3 separate regions of the Mus musculus genome follow, and all the other regions are linked to region 3. The links are chromatin contacts, called in public HiChIP or PLAC-seq maps. All regions are on one chromosome and are shown on one strand. The core of a region is the stretch at or near the end of the contact, and the rest is flanking DNA. Distances in the headings are between cores, read along the strand shown. Region 1 overlaps Pibf1 (progesterone immunomodulatory binding factor 1). Region 2 holds the start of Bora (bora, aurora kinase A activator). Region 3 overlaps Klf12 (Kruppel-like factor 12).

What was found. HiChIP or PLAC-seq counts read pairs in DNA pulled down with a chosen protein or histone mark.
Region 1: a contact with region 3 is called in a FOXA1 HiChIP or PLAC-seq map of pancreatic cancer cells. The contact joins two enhancer-like sites. A contact is called at or near these places in 1 of 484 Hi-C or Micro-C datasets (nephron progenitors), 2 of 115 datasets of contacts at active chromatin or transcription factors (neural progenitor cells and pancreatic cancer cells) and 2 of 9 other capture datasets (embryonic stem cells and liver).
Region 2: a contact with region 3 is called in an HNF4G HiChIP or PLAC-seq map of pancreatic cancer cells. The contact joins the promoter of Bora here to the enhancer-like site in region 3. A contact is called at or near these places in 6 of 39 promoter capture datasets (the 3T3-L1 cell line, the HPC-7 cell line, cranial neural crest and 3 more) and 8 of 115 datasets of contacts at active chromatin or transcription factors (astrocytes, craniofacial prominence, embryonic limb bud and 4 more).

What each region holds. Positions count from the first base shown.
Region 1 is chr14:99,171,687-99,176,355 of GRCm38.p6, forward strand. The region is part of intron 10 of Pibf1 (progesterone immunomodulatory binding factor 1); the gene reads left to right. Among named protein-coding and RNA genes, the nearest start is that of Dis3, 74 kb to the left of the region's middle. Within about 2 kb of position 2,650, at least 32 of the 459 cell types and tissues checked have an H3K27ac peak or open chromatin away from gene starts, as enhancers often do. A contact at or near this core is called in pancreatic cancer cells, where this site is marked.
Region 2 is chr14:99,044,770-99,048,967 of GRCm38.p6, forward strand. Bora (bora, aurora kinase A activator) reads left to right here and starts at 1,608. Exons shown (of 12, transcript NM_175265.5): 1 at 1,608-1,911; 2 at 2,532-2,699. The coding sequence starts at 2,547. It overlaps Mzt1 (mitotic spindle organizing protein 1), which reads right to left and starts at 1,367. Exons shown (of 3, transcript NM_175245.4): 1 at 1,225-1,367. The coding sequence starts at 1,294.
Region 3 is chr14:99,896,242-99,901,009 of GRCm38.p6, forward strand. Klf12 (Kruppel-like factor 12) reads right to left here. Exons shown (of 7, transcript NM_010636.3): 6 at 3,841-3,998. Among named protein-coding and RNA genes, the nearest start is that of Gm22970, 120 kb to the left of the region's middle. Within about 2 kb of position 1,525, at least 16 of the 459 cell types and tissues checked have an H3K27ac peak or open chromatin away from gene starts, as enhancers often do. A contact at or near this core is called in pancreatic cancer cells, where this site is marked.

The DNA of each region.
Region 1 (4,669 bases), core at 1,400-3,899, 720 kb before region 3:
AACCAGTTCTCCTGCACTTCCGGGCCATTTCTTGCCTAATTAAGATTTATAGGGCATGTCTTTTCTCCAGAAGTCATCGTGACTCCTTTAGTCGCTCTTAAGTTTTTCCACACCTTGAACTAGGATTTCCCTCCACCCTGCCATTGATAGTGCTTCATCATAAAAGCAGCCTTTAGCATGCTTCTGTTTTCTTTTTCTTTTGATGGGGGAGTACTAAGGACTGAACCTAAGACACAGTGTTTATTTGGTCAGCAAGAAAGCACCAAGCTATACCCCCCACCCGTTGTGTTTTGTTTCCCTTTGCTAAGTCTCACTCACTAAGTTGTCCATGCTGACTTCAGACCTGTAGTCCTCCTGCCTCCTGAGTACCTGGGGCAGCTGGGATACCAGCAAGTCTAGTGGTGGTTTTAGATCAGTCCCTCTGTTGGTGTAGCCCGGTCTAAACACACAGTGAAAGGACTGTGGGATGTAGCTGAGTGTGAGGCACAGATACAGTAAATGCTCTTGGCTCAAAGGAGCGTTCAGGCTGAAATGGTCAGTGTTGTCATGTTTCCCAAAAAGACAGACTAGACAGCAGCACACCATTCAAATACTGTTATAAATGTTTTACCTTAAAAGTTTTGTCCTTCATGCTCTGGTTTATTTTAAAACAGCATTCCTTTCTTGTATTTCTTTCAGTTAAGTACTTTTATCTTCACATACCCGGAAAACCTCTTTTTCTTTGCCTCAACTTTACTAAGTTATTACCAATATTACTACATAGTGTTTATTTTATTAATGCCCTTACAATTTTATTTGATCATGATATGATAGATGCATCGAATTACTCTAAATGCGTGCTTGAAATTCTCATAAGTCCATGGTACAGTTGTTAAACATACTCAGCGTTTTTTAACTCGGCAAAAACCATCTCTCACATTCATTTAAGAATTAGTTTGTAAGCCAAAAATGACAGATGTAGTATTACAGCTGGGAAGCTAACTGGTTGAAGAAATGTAAATGACAGAAACATTTGCACAAATATGCAACCGCCTTTCAAATGCTTTTCTTGTACCCTGTAGCAGTCATTGTTGCCACGTTGACGGGAGTTTTTCTTACCTGATTGCTTTTCAGTTGGAAAATTCCATAGTGCAGCAGGGAAGACCTATGTGACCAGAGCTTTGTGTTTGTGCTTAAGCTCCTGTCATTGCTCCTGCAATTCTCAATAAAATGCTTGACCTGCTTTCTAGGTAGGTTTAGAGGAAAGTACAATATCACATAGTGTTTTCTATTTTAACATCAGCATGAAGTGAATCCCTATAAACAGTAATTATTTTTTAGTCTTAGTTTGAGTTTTTTGAGACAGTATTTCAAATACCTCAGGCTAGCCTTGAACTCACTATGTAACTAAGGATAACCCTAAACTCCTGACCTCCCTGCCTCTACCTGCCAAATGCTGTGATTATAGGTGTATACCACCAGGGCTGGCTATATATAAAGTCAAAACAGATCATTTAAATAAAAATACTTAATATCTATTTTTAAAATTTGCCTTATCAAAAATTGAGTTGCTTTTTATAAAATTACCTCTAAATCAAGCCGTATGAGGTAAATTTTCCTTCTGCCCTCCTTTACCAAGATATCCTTTTACAATCCTATTATATTTTAGGATATGTTCCTCTTTCTCATAACTTAAGTTGTTGTGAGGATAGTGACCTCCACGCCTAGTATCTTACTGTGTGTGAAGATATGAATCGGTCTTCTCCTTTGAAAAGAAGTATCTCAGAGCATGAGGAAACAAATGAGGATATTCTCTACTAAAGTTAGAGCATTAGTGGCTCACAAGCTTTAATCTGTGCCGACGCTGCTTGGTGGGGTCCATGGAGCAGCCTGGTTTCTTAAGACATGTATTTTGGTTTGGGGAATGTTGAGATGATTCAGAAGGAAGCTCATCATTTTAGGCAAATAAACCAGGGCTGTTTGGTAAGAGGGAACTAGGCGAGAAATGGGGGGTGGGGGGCTAAAGGTCTGATGTAGAGGATCTTCTTCTAATACAGGCGAAAATCATAACACAGATGAAAATACCACTGGGAAAAGGACTCACTGTGGAAGGTTTTGTTTTGCTGTGCGGGGTGTGCATGCATGCATATATGCATGCCTGCGTGTGTTTTCCTGAGGACTGAGTGAACACTAGGCAAGTCCTCCACTACTAAGTAGATGTCTTCAACACATAAAAATACTTTTGTAATTTACATCAAAGGGAAAGCTGGCAGGCACTATTTGAAGGTTTAATTCATAAAATATACATAGCAAGTATTTTATAGGTACATTTTATATGAAAATATTTGTGAAGATATGGGGAAGCTATAATTTATATGCTTCTAGTAGCATTTTAAGTTGATATAGCTATTAAGTTAAGTTGTACAGTATACCAAAGGGTTCTTTTGTTTGTTTGGGGGGCGTTGTTTGTTTCTTTTTGAGACAGGGTTTCTCCATGTCGCCCTGTATGTCCTGGAACTGTGTAGGCAAGGCTGGCCTTGACTCAGAGATATGCCTATTCTGCCTTCTAAGTGCTAGGATTAAAGGTGTGTGCCACCACACCCAGCTAGTGTACCAACATCTCTGTGACCCGGCAGAGCTACTTGAGGATTGGAGCATTGACTTGTGCTTAGCAGGCAGTTACTGCAGTGTTCTCTGGAGCAGTGCAAACATCCACAGCATGTCTGTCAACAGCACTCTGTAAATGTTTCTCAGCTTAGAATTAGCAAATGAGATGAAATGAATCATGACTGTATTCACATTGTAAACTAATGTAAAAGGAATGAGCTTCAGACATAAAGTAGTCCAAGGCACATAAACTGGAAAGGGGGTTGTAGATAAAGAAGAGTAATGCAGTATGATGCCATCTGTTTAACAAAGGAGACTGGAGTCCGTCCTATACGTGACACATGCATGTTTGGGGAGGAGGGAGTGGTTAGAAAGTTACAAAGAAAGCTGGTAACTGATGGTTTCTACAAGGAGAAATGGATTTGAAAGTAGTGGTAAAGATGTCTGTAATGTTTCAAGTTTTTATCCTAAGAATTGATTTAGTTACTTACAGAGTTCAAGAGAAATTTGGTAAATTGCTTGTGCTGTGAAGAAGGCCAATAATGGAAATACAAGCAGCAGTCATCCTGTGAATGAGAGCTGACTCTCATTGTATTAGACAGGTTAGCATCTGCCCTCATCAGCCCATTTCCTACAGTAAATCCACTGAAGGCTGGAGACCCAGGGACACTGGCATGTTGAAGCACAGCCTTCAAGAACAGAATGGTTTTCAGAAGGCTTTGACCCCAATTGCTTGTAGCATTAGAACTAAAATCCCTAGTCAGGATTTCCCAGCCCTCGCCAAGACTGTGAGGCACAGGATTCTTTCTGCTGGCCCATCCATGAAGCCCTGGAAGGCCACCCTCTGCCCTGAGACTGCCTGCCTCATGCTGCCACTGTGCTTAGCTTTGCCAGCCTGCCTGGGCTCAGTAGCTCGCTCCAGCCCTTTCTTTATACTCAGTTGTCCTGCTGTGTACAGACAGATGCTCTATCTCAGCTATCTTATGGCCTGCTTCCAAACAAGACCAGCTGGGAAAGGTCCTACTGTGTGGTCATTTCCTGGTTCTGGTGATTGCATGACTATTACCACTGAATAAAATATATTTTGGGTACTTTGTTGTATACTGCTTGTCTACAAAATGAGATTAGGTCATTGTGCTTCAAATCCATGTCCAGTTTTAATGTAGTATAAGCCATGAATATTTTGTAGACAACGTTTAAAAACCAGTTATTTCTGCTATTTGTCATTTGTTTGAAAAACTGAGATTAAATAAAAGATTCATAATAGGGAGAACGAGGTTCATTAGCAGGGTCCTCAAGTCAGTATTCACTTCCATTCCGTACGGAAGGGAAGGTTGGGAGGTAGACGACAAAGCCCATGCTTCCTGGTACAGTGGCCCTGTGTAATCTCAGCACTAGGGAGACAGAAGAGGAGGATCCCGTTTTCCTACACGGTGAGTTCCAGGGCCAGCCAAACCTAGAAAAGCTCCTCTCTCAAAGAGCTGGAGAGGTGAAAGGTAAAGCAAAACAGGGAAAGGTCTCAGTAAATGTTCCTAGGAATTATGACCTTATTGCAAGATTTTTTTTCCTTTTCTTAATTTGTGCTGGGTATGCTGTGTGCACAATTGTAGGCAGGTAAAAGAGGTTAAGGGACAAATTCAAGAGTTGTTCTTCTGGTGCTATCTATGGGGTTTGTTCTGTTCCGTTGACACACGGTTTTTTAGCTAGCGTGCTAGGTTGCCTGACCAGGGAGCCTCAAAGATCTGCCTTTGTTGGCCTCTCCAGTGCTGGGATTTCCAGCATAGGCCACCCCACCCTGCTCTGTTACATGGGTTCTAGGGATGGCACTTGGGTCGTCATGCTTTGCAGGGCAAACACTATTGTCTGGGCTCTCCCCATAGGCCCAACTTAAGATCAAGATTCCTGCCGTTTAACTTCCTGGCAACCTTCTGCATAATACTGTATTTTCGCTTCTCTTTCCCTTTGTTCTTCTAGCTCTTACATTTCTGTTAAACAGCCTTTCTTTGACTTTTTGTTATTGTTTTAAAGTAGTGTGTAATGGATAGGTGGCGCTTATGAAAACTAAAGAGCTGATTATAAGTAT
Region 2 (4,198 bases), core at 358-2,857, 850 kb before region 3:
TTTTACTTTACAACACGTTCTCTCACAAAAGGTTGGGATGCAAAGCCTTAGCCCTCACAGCAGGCCCACCAACTTAACCAGTTCTCTTCAGACACTACTCACAACACACACTGGTGCACCCAGCACCCCATGGACGCTCCAGAGGCAAAAAGAGAAGCTCAGGAACTTGAGGTCACTCTAGGCTACACAGGCAAGAGTCTTATCTCAGAACAACACAACCTAAAAACCACAACGGTACCCTTGTGTACATACATTTATTTTTACAAAACAATAAGCCGTGGAACATCTAAGATGAAAGAAAAAAGAAAAAAAAAAAAGACAGGCTGGAGACAGAAAAAGAACAATGTGGCAAACAATTAGGTGGGGAAAACCACTGCAAAGCGTAAGGTTATCTTTTGAGAAAGATGTTGAGGGGGTAACCTCTGGAAACCATCAAAGCCACTGCCAAAACAGACATGTAGAACCACACGTAGATGGAAACGTGTAAAATTAAGACAAAGAAAGATGCTTGCTAACGCAAAAGAAAAAGCAAATAAAACCGATCACTTGACACACACTTTACCTGGCTGTCTTATTTTAAATACCCGGAGCTACAACTTTATTTTATTGTTTACGAATAATAGTTACTTTCTAAGTGTTGGGTCCGAGAGGGACAAAGCTGCAGAACCATAGCAGAGAGAAGGGAACTCTGAGACTTATTTCTGTACCTCTGGGTGCGCTCTACCTATCAGGCAGCGGGCGCGGACACACCCACAACCGCGGTCACCCGTGTCGCCCGATCTAAGGAGTGGGAGATGGTGACGGGGAGTGGTGCTCAATCACTGGAAACAAATAACCCGTTACTGAAACGCCTGGGCCCCGGAACTGAGCTCACCGCGTGGACAAAAAGGTCCACGACCCCTTTCGCCCCGGGTCCCCAGGCCACGAGCACGCGCCAGACACGAGCAGGCGCCAGACACTTGGCGGGTCGCGTGGCCCCAGGATGGGCTCGCAGGCAGCGGTCGCGAGGCCTGGAACGCCCCGCGCGCGCCAAACTCCGCCGCAGCGGAAGACCGGAGCTCTGGGGCCGCCAGCTTCGAGGTCGCGGCGGGTCCCCTTCCCCGTCCCCTCGCAGGATACCGCCGAGGCCGACGCGGGGACCGTGGGGCCCTCTACGACGCCTCCATCCGGGGGCTCGGCGCCGGGAAGCGCAGGCCCGGTCAGACGAGAACGACGCGCACTCACCGTCCATGGTCTCCCTCACCGCGTTCAGGTTGGCCGAGGCCGCCGCGCCCGGGCCGCTACCGCTCGCCATGGAGAGGAGAGGCCCCCGCCCCGGTGGGAGAAGGCCTGACCCGGAACTGGAGCGCCCGCCGCCGCTCGGCCCCGCCCACACACCGCGCGGCGGCGCTCGCACCGCCCAGGCCACGCCCCCGCCGCCCGGGCCACGCCCCCTCGCGCCGAGCGCCGAGCGCCGACGCCGGACCGCGTTGATTTGAATTTGGAGCCTCGTTCCCTTGCGCGGAACGTAGAGCGAGGAGTTAGCGTTCGAATTCACCCGGCCGCCTCGACGCCATTGGCTGGTTCGCGGACGGCGGTGGGACGCGATTGGCCGGTGACCTCTCCCCGCCCCGCGCCCTGGTTGGCCGGAGAGCACGGAGGGAGTTAAAGAGTCGGCGCCTGGCGTGGGCATCTGCAGGGTGATGCTAGAACTTCCACGTTGCCCACGAGTGTAGGTACGTTCTCCGTGGCCCCAGGCCTGGACTCCTGCTTCGAGGTGGACCGCTCTGGTTTCCTGGCCCCAGACGTACCTGTGAGCTCGCCTAGGTGTGAAGGGGAGCAGAGAGAGAGGGCGCCTGGACACTGAATGGTCGCTGGAAGTGACGTCTCTGCTGTTTCCGAGGGAGCCCGCTCAACTTTGATCTTACAAAAGTAAATTCTTTTCTTTTCTTCTTCTTCACCCCCGCCCCCATCTCCCTTCTGGCTGTAACCCTCTTTGGAAGGAATGCAGCGTGCCTTTGGATCCCGGAGGGGGAGTGCTCTTTAGGAAAAGTAGTTTAAATCCCCACCTGGGTCCAGCCTGTCACTCACCCTGTTCAAGTGAGGACTAACGTGCCAGTAGTAAAAATTGCAGTTCTGTGTGGAATTACTTGGGTATCCGGACGGTGTTCGTACGGTTTTGTCTTGAGATGATGAATAAGGAAAACGATAAATAGAAGTCGTTTGGTTGGAAAGGCACTTATTTTTGGTGTAATCAGATTGGACCAGAGCCCACTCATAACCGGTTGGCTGCTTCATATATGCCGCATAACTTCCGTGCATGCGTTGCTTCCTCTGAAAAAGTGATAGGAGCATTGCCGTACCTTCCCCAGCTCCCAAGGCTCGGCTCCGGATCATCTGAGAAAACGTGCAGGGCTGATTCTCCTTTGTAAACCATAGAAACTTAACCCCAAGAGGATTCGATTTGGAGTGAGATGTTGAATGTATTTTGTCGGGATTAATATCTATGATATTCAGTAATTTTAATATGTGTACTTTTGATTTCTTTCTAGTTTGCTTCCTGGGCTATGGGAGATGTCAGCGAATTAAAAATGCAAATAACACCAGAAACTCCAGGAAGGATCCCTGTTTTAAATCCCTTTGAAAGTCCCAGTGATTATTCTAATCTCCATGAACAAACCCTTGCTAGTCCTTCTATCTTTAAGTCCACAAAACTACCAGTAAGTTTCTCTTGCCTAGTGTTTACAAGTGATTTTAAGTGAAAGTAACTACAAATAATTTTAAGTGTAAATACAAGAAGAAGATGGCACCTAATCTTGTAATGGTTCTTTGAGCAGACATGATCTGAGCGCTCTTATGCAGGAGGTCGACATCCAGGAACTGCCCACACCAGCACAGAAACAGCACACAGGCTTTACAAGTTAGCTGGTCACAGCTGAGCTACTCATATATACCTCAGACCAAAGACAGCAGCCAAGACCAATATGGAGACAAACATGCCACGCTCTAGTAACGAATTATGGACACAGAAATGTGAATTTCTTATTATTTTTCTGTCATAAAATAGTGATACCTTTGTTTCCTTTTGCCCAGCCATTTGAAAACGTTCAGCCCTAATAAAGCTTGTGGTTATTATAAAAGGGAGCAAAGTCCTGCACTGTTGGAAAAAAAAAAAAAAAAAACTCAGCAAAATGAGCAATTTTGAAATTGTAATGCGTAGCCGGGTGTGGTGGCACACTCCTTTAATCCCAGCACTCGGGAGGCAGAGGCAGGCGGATTTCTGAGTTCAAGGCCAGCCTGGTCTACAAAAAGTGAGTTCCAGGACAGCCAGGGCCACACAGAGAAACCCTGTCTCGAAAAACCGGAAGAAAAAAAATTGTAACGCATGTGCTATGAATAATATTAACCAGAAGGAGGGAACATAGGAAGTGTGTTCTTCAGGAAATCAGGGTTGCTTGTTTTTACTTTGCTACACTGGCAAGGCTCTTTTGATTTGTTAAGCACACTTTCCTAGAAAAGCTGTAAAGCAAGGTGCGTTGGCTGCTTTGATGTCAGCTTGACTTTAAGCTCAAGTCTCAGACTCCGTTGAGAAGATGCGCCCATTAGATTGCATTTCAGCCAAACCTGTTGGACATTTTCTTGATTAAAACTTAGTATAGGCGGGCACAGTGTATTGTGGATGGTCCCATTGACAGGCTGGTAGTCCTGGGGTCTGTAAGAAAGCAAGCTGAGCCAAGCCATTAAGTAGCACTCCTGAGGTCCTACTCAGGATGCCTCAGGTCCTCCTTCCAGGTTCCTGTCCTGTTTGAGTTCCTGCCCTGACTTCCTTCAGTGGTGACCAGTAATATGGTTTAAGCCAGATCAGCCCTTTTCTCCCAGAGTTGCTTTTGGTCGTGGTGTTTCATCACAGTCATTGCAACCCTAAGACACCAGATGGCTGTTTCTTCTGCGTTTTATGGCAGCGTAGACAGGAAAGAGTTGTGCGTGAGCCAGATGTAGTTTATATAGTCATTGTGTTAGTTTGGCCTTACGACATTCACTGATTATGATAAGACAGCTTATTTTAAAGTTGTCTAACTTCAAATTATCTTAATCCAAAGTAAATAACAGCAGCTGGGAAGATAGCTTAGTAGGTAGCATGCTTGCCATTTGCAGAGCAAGCACAAGGACATGAGTTAGAGCCTCAGGACCCATCTCACAAAGCCAGGAGTGATGGATG
Region 3 (4,768 bases), core at 275-2,774:
AACCTCTGCGCATCTTCTTGTACACCCCAGATGATATCTGGCTGTTTACAGCATCTGAAACAATGCAAATGCTTCCCATAGCTTCTATGCATACAGCTAAGGGATGCTGACAAGAAAAAGCTCACAGATGTTAAGTAAGATCCAAGACTAATGTGCAGGAGTAGACCCTTTGGATACAGAGGATTGGCTGTAAGTGATTCCCTGGGAAGGGGATAAATGGATTTGATACATTTTGGGTTTTGAGCTGGAGTTTAGCGAGTATATGTTGCTGCAGACTAGAGGTAGCATATCTACACGAAGAGCCTGCCATATGGAGGTCTCTAGGATTACAACTCAGGGTATTTTCTTTGCATTTGTCATATTCAATCTGCCCATCAATCGACTGGAAAAGATGAAGGAGAGATGGTGTGTGTGTGTGTGTGTGTGTGTGTGTGTGTGTATTATTCAGATCCTTTTGACTTACTGATTTTAACACAATACCGTAAGTCACTACAGTGGGCTTATAATATGTATTTTCTGGATTGGAGAATGTAACATATAAATCCCCAGGCTGCCAACATTACAGCAAGAGTTCCCTGGATCCCCAGAAGTTGCCTCAACCTCACCTCCAGAGCAAGTCATCATTTCAGGGATAGCTCAAACATTACAAGCCTAGGTCTAAAAAATTAATCGGCTTCTATCTGCTACAATGGATAAACTAGATCTCATTGGCAGCATTCCTTGACCTACATGCTCCTAATAGAGTTAACTTCCAGAAGACTTACATATATTTTGTCCACATTAAGAGACTTCCATAAATATCTCTTCCCTCAGTATATAGGGAACACAAACCTTATAAAGACAGCATAAGGAGACAGGTGTGAGCGTACCTAGAAAAGACATGGCTGACAAAATCGGGAGTGTCTGATCTGGAGGTCAGGAGGTACTTCACCATGACCCAGTGAGTGCCAGTCAGTGTCGGAAAAAGTTTGATCAGTTGAGGGATCTCCATCCACCTGGAAGCCCCAAATGGCACCATAAGAGGACAGACAGGACTCTGTCTTAAACTTCCACCCAATGTCTTGCCGATGAACAAGCTGCCGGTGGACGTCCATAAGGAGAGCTGGAAAACCTAGTGTAGGGGCAGCAGTCCTCGTGTGAAAAAGAGCTGTGCAGACTGAACAAGACAAAGGATGTACGAGTGTGTGGAAAACAGCGGAGAAGTGACTTGCTCCTAAGCAAGAGCTCCCTCTAACTAGAAAACATACTCCGTGTTGTGATGTAGAAGGCTACTGTGACCTTGAAAGTCTATGAGGTCATCTTACTAATAACTCAAGCTTACTAATTCTGCTTCAGCTGCCCATGGTTTACGTTGCTTTGAATCATCGTGAATAACTGATGTCTCTTCTACTCGCTTAGTATATGTTAAAACCTGTAAGATGAAATCCAATCGTCCTGGGGAAATACGTTCTTTAATCACACCCGATTAAAAACCCTCCTCTCTTTTGCTCTGTATCACTTGGATGAATAGAATAGGGGTGTGTCTGTGTGAAAATGAGGCTAATATGTATTCCAGAAAGCTCAAGGAGAATAGAAATAGCTCAGCATGTGATGATTCACAGAAGACAATTTCTGTGTGTGTGTGGATAGAAATTTCCCCATAACAACTGGGGCACGGACTCACCACACTTCCGGCTTGTGGGCTTTCATGTCTTTGTGCTCATTTATTTGTCTTAATGACTAAGAATGTGATTTAAAAACAGTCCAATGGGCTGAGAATGGACCTCACTGGTCTATTTATTGGTAGCATGTACATGGCTGTGAATTCAATTCCCAAAACCATGGTAAATCAATATACCACAAAATTAAAAGTAGTGCCTATGAAAGGTGAGAACATCTCATGAGGAAGTGCAAAATCAAGGGGGGGGGGGAGAAGAACACAGAATTAAGCAGAAAGCGGGGGGAAAAGATCGGAAGCAGAGGAGACTCACAGAAGAAACCAAACACAGTAGACGAGCTAATAAAAATTCCAGTTCCTGGCTGGGGATATTGGTCAGGAGGGTGTAAGAGACCCCTAAAACAGTACAGACTACTGACGTTTCTTCTGATTGCCTCCCTGTTTCATTTGAGTTGCCTGCTCAGGACATGTACTTCTCTTGGAAATCACAGGCTGCCAAATAGAAACTCCAGGGCCAGGTATGGGACATTTCTCCCTGACTTGTTGATCAGGGGTATCCAGAGATATCCCCCAAACAATAAAAGCTATCAGTCTTGGTTACCCAGCAGTACTTGATTGTAAGACCCCATTGCTAAAATCATCATATACTTTGGCCGTAGGGCATGCAGAAACCAACTGGGTACCGAGCAGAACACTTACTTCCTGTTGGCTAGCTCTCCTAGTACAGGGAGGTGCTCTGTAGGCTGCTGGGGTGGGGTGGAGTCGTCAGTTGTGCCTTACTCAGTTGAGAACCCTGTGAGCTATAATAATGACCAGCGTGACAAAATATGCTCATGGGTACCATTGTGGAGAGACTTCAATTAAACTCATGAATTTATAGCATGTTGTACCCATTTGCAGTCCCTGTAGATAGCATGCATGATTAATGCTTCTGGCCCATGACTTTGCAAACAGATGTAGTAACATACGCTCAAGAAATGGCAAAGAAGGCCAGTTTAAATGATTTTACAATTTAATCTGGGAAGTGGTTTGCCTTGAGTGGTTATTTTGATATGAGGGAGAATGCGTTTTACACAGTCACACAGGAATCTATTATGCTTGAAGTTTCCCATGAGAGAATCTTGCTGGAGTCTGGTCTGTGTCAACGACAGGTACTTGACAGGACTTGCTGGTTTGTGACCTGTTACAGCAGGGAGGCTATGACTGTCTCCCTGTTTCATCTGCTCCTTTGAATGTCACTGAATTAAGTCACCAGCCACTCAGTAGGGAAGACCAAGTGATGGTGGGTCTTCTTTTGTCTTTTGTTCCTTGCCAGTAGCTCCCATTGAGTGCACTCAGAAGGAACCCAGGGGATGCCAGCTTAGGGCCACACAGCACAAAAAACCCCACATTGTGGCCAATGGCTAATAATGATTACCAGTGCTTTCTAGATGAGTGGGGCATAGGTGTATGGAAGGATAGATAGTTGAGTTGTGGTAAAATTGTGAATTACTTGAGGAATCAATTTCATTTCTCTGTAAATATTGAAAATCCTCTCCCTATGTGACCACCACTACTAAGGAAAATCACACAGGATTTTATGGAACCGATTTTGAAAATACACTTTGAGTTTTAAGTTTATTTCTCTGCTACTTAAGAAGAAGAGTGTTGCCTGGCAGTGGTGTCAATCCTCCACTTTAATCCCAGCACTCGGGAGGCAGAGGCAGGTGGTTCTCTGCGTTTGAGGCCACGCTGGTCTACAGAGTGTATCCCAGGACAACCAGGGCTACACAGAAAAACCGTGTCATAAAAAAACAAAAACAAAACTAAAACTAAAACTAAAATAAAGAGGAAGACAATTGAAAACGGAACACACATGCCCCAAGGATGGTGGTGAATTCAATGTAAACTTGAAGGAAGGGAAGACTTTTGTTCAGCTGGCTGTTTGAAGTGTCCAGTGGATATTTTAAAAACTTAATAAATCATATAATTATTAAGTGGCAAAGCTGATTACCAGAAAGATGTTTAGCTCATTCTGTTCACAACATTTAGAAAAAACAATGTATGCAAGACAGAAGGAATGACCCAAACTCGCTATGTTGAGAAGGTTTCATCATGCACTGATGAGCCCAGGACGAGCTGCTGTCCCTTCCCAGTCCCTGCCTCTCCCCCGTGCCCCGGTAAGAAGCCCATGGGAGCGGTACCTGTGTGTGTTCTCCGGTGTGCCTTCAGGTGAGAACTTTTTGTATAGACTTTGTTGCACCCTTCGAAGTCACATCTGTGGATGCGCCGTTTCCTGGAGTCTGGGGATTCTGATCGTCTCTGGCGTCTTGTGCTCTCAATGCTAAATGGTGAGATTGAACTGAAAAAAAAAAGAAGTAGGGTTACACGAGGAGAAGCCCAGCCCTTGATCCGGGGCCTCAGCAGGCTGAGAACACGGCTGTGGATTCCGTAACCTCATGGGCTCAATGATCATACACACTGCTCTCATCTCCCGGATGTTCCTCACAAGCTAAAGAAAGTAGCATGACTCTTTTCTATTTAAAGATTTCTGGAGAAAGAAAGACAATGTTCACAACAGCAAGCTAGGCACAGTGATACAGGCATGAAATCTCAGCATGTGATTGGCTGAGGCAGGAGGTGCCAGAGCTGGAGGCTAGCCTGGGGTACATGATAAAACACCCAAGCCCACCAAGTCAGTCTCATGCAACAAACTTCAAAAGCAAGTGTCAGCAGAGGCAAGCAAGAAAATACCCCCTGTCCGTGCTAAAGTAGCAGCTCAATTTGCTAAGTCTAAATAGCCTTTCTAGAGAATGTTTTGGGAAGCCCCACTGTAGATAAGGTCAATACAGCCATATTTAATGAGAGCAAGTGGCGTCTGAGCTGCATGTAGCATATACAACCATGCAAATCACAGCACACATTGTAAAACAATTGAGGTCAGGGTGAAAGAATTGGTCTTGGTGCATCAACATGGTGACTCACAACGAGCAATTTCTGTGCAGAGAAATGCACTTGATATTTAACTTTCCTATTTTTTGTGTGTGTGTGTGTGTGTGTGTGTGTGTGTGGTGAGGAATAAAGTACGCTGTCTTTAAAGATTAGCTGTACTACTATTATGAGGGGAAAAAA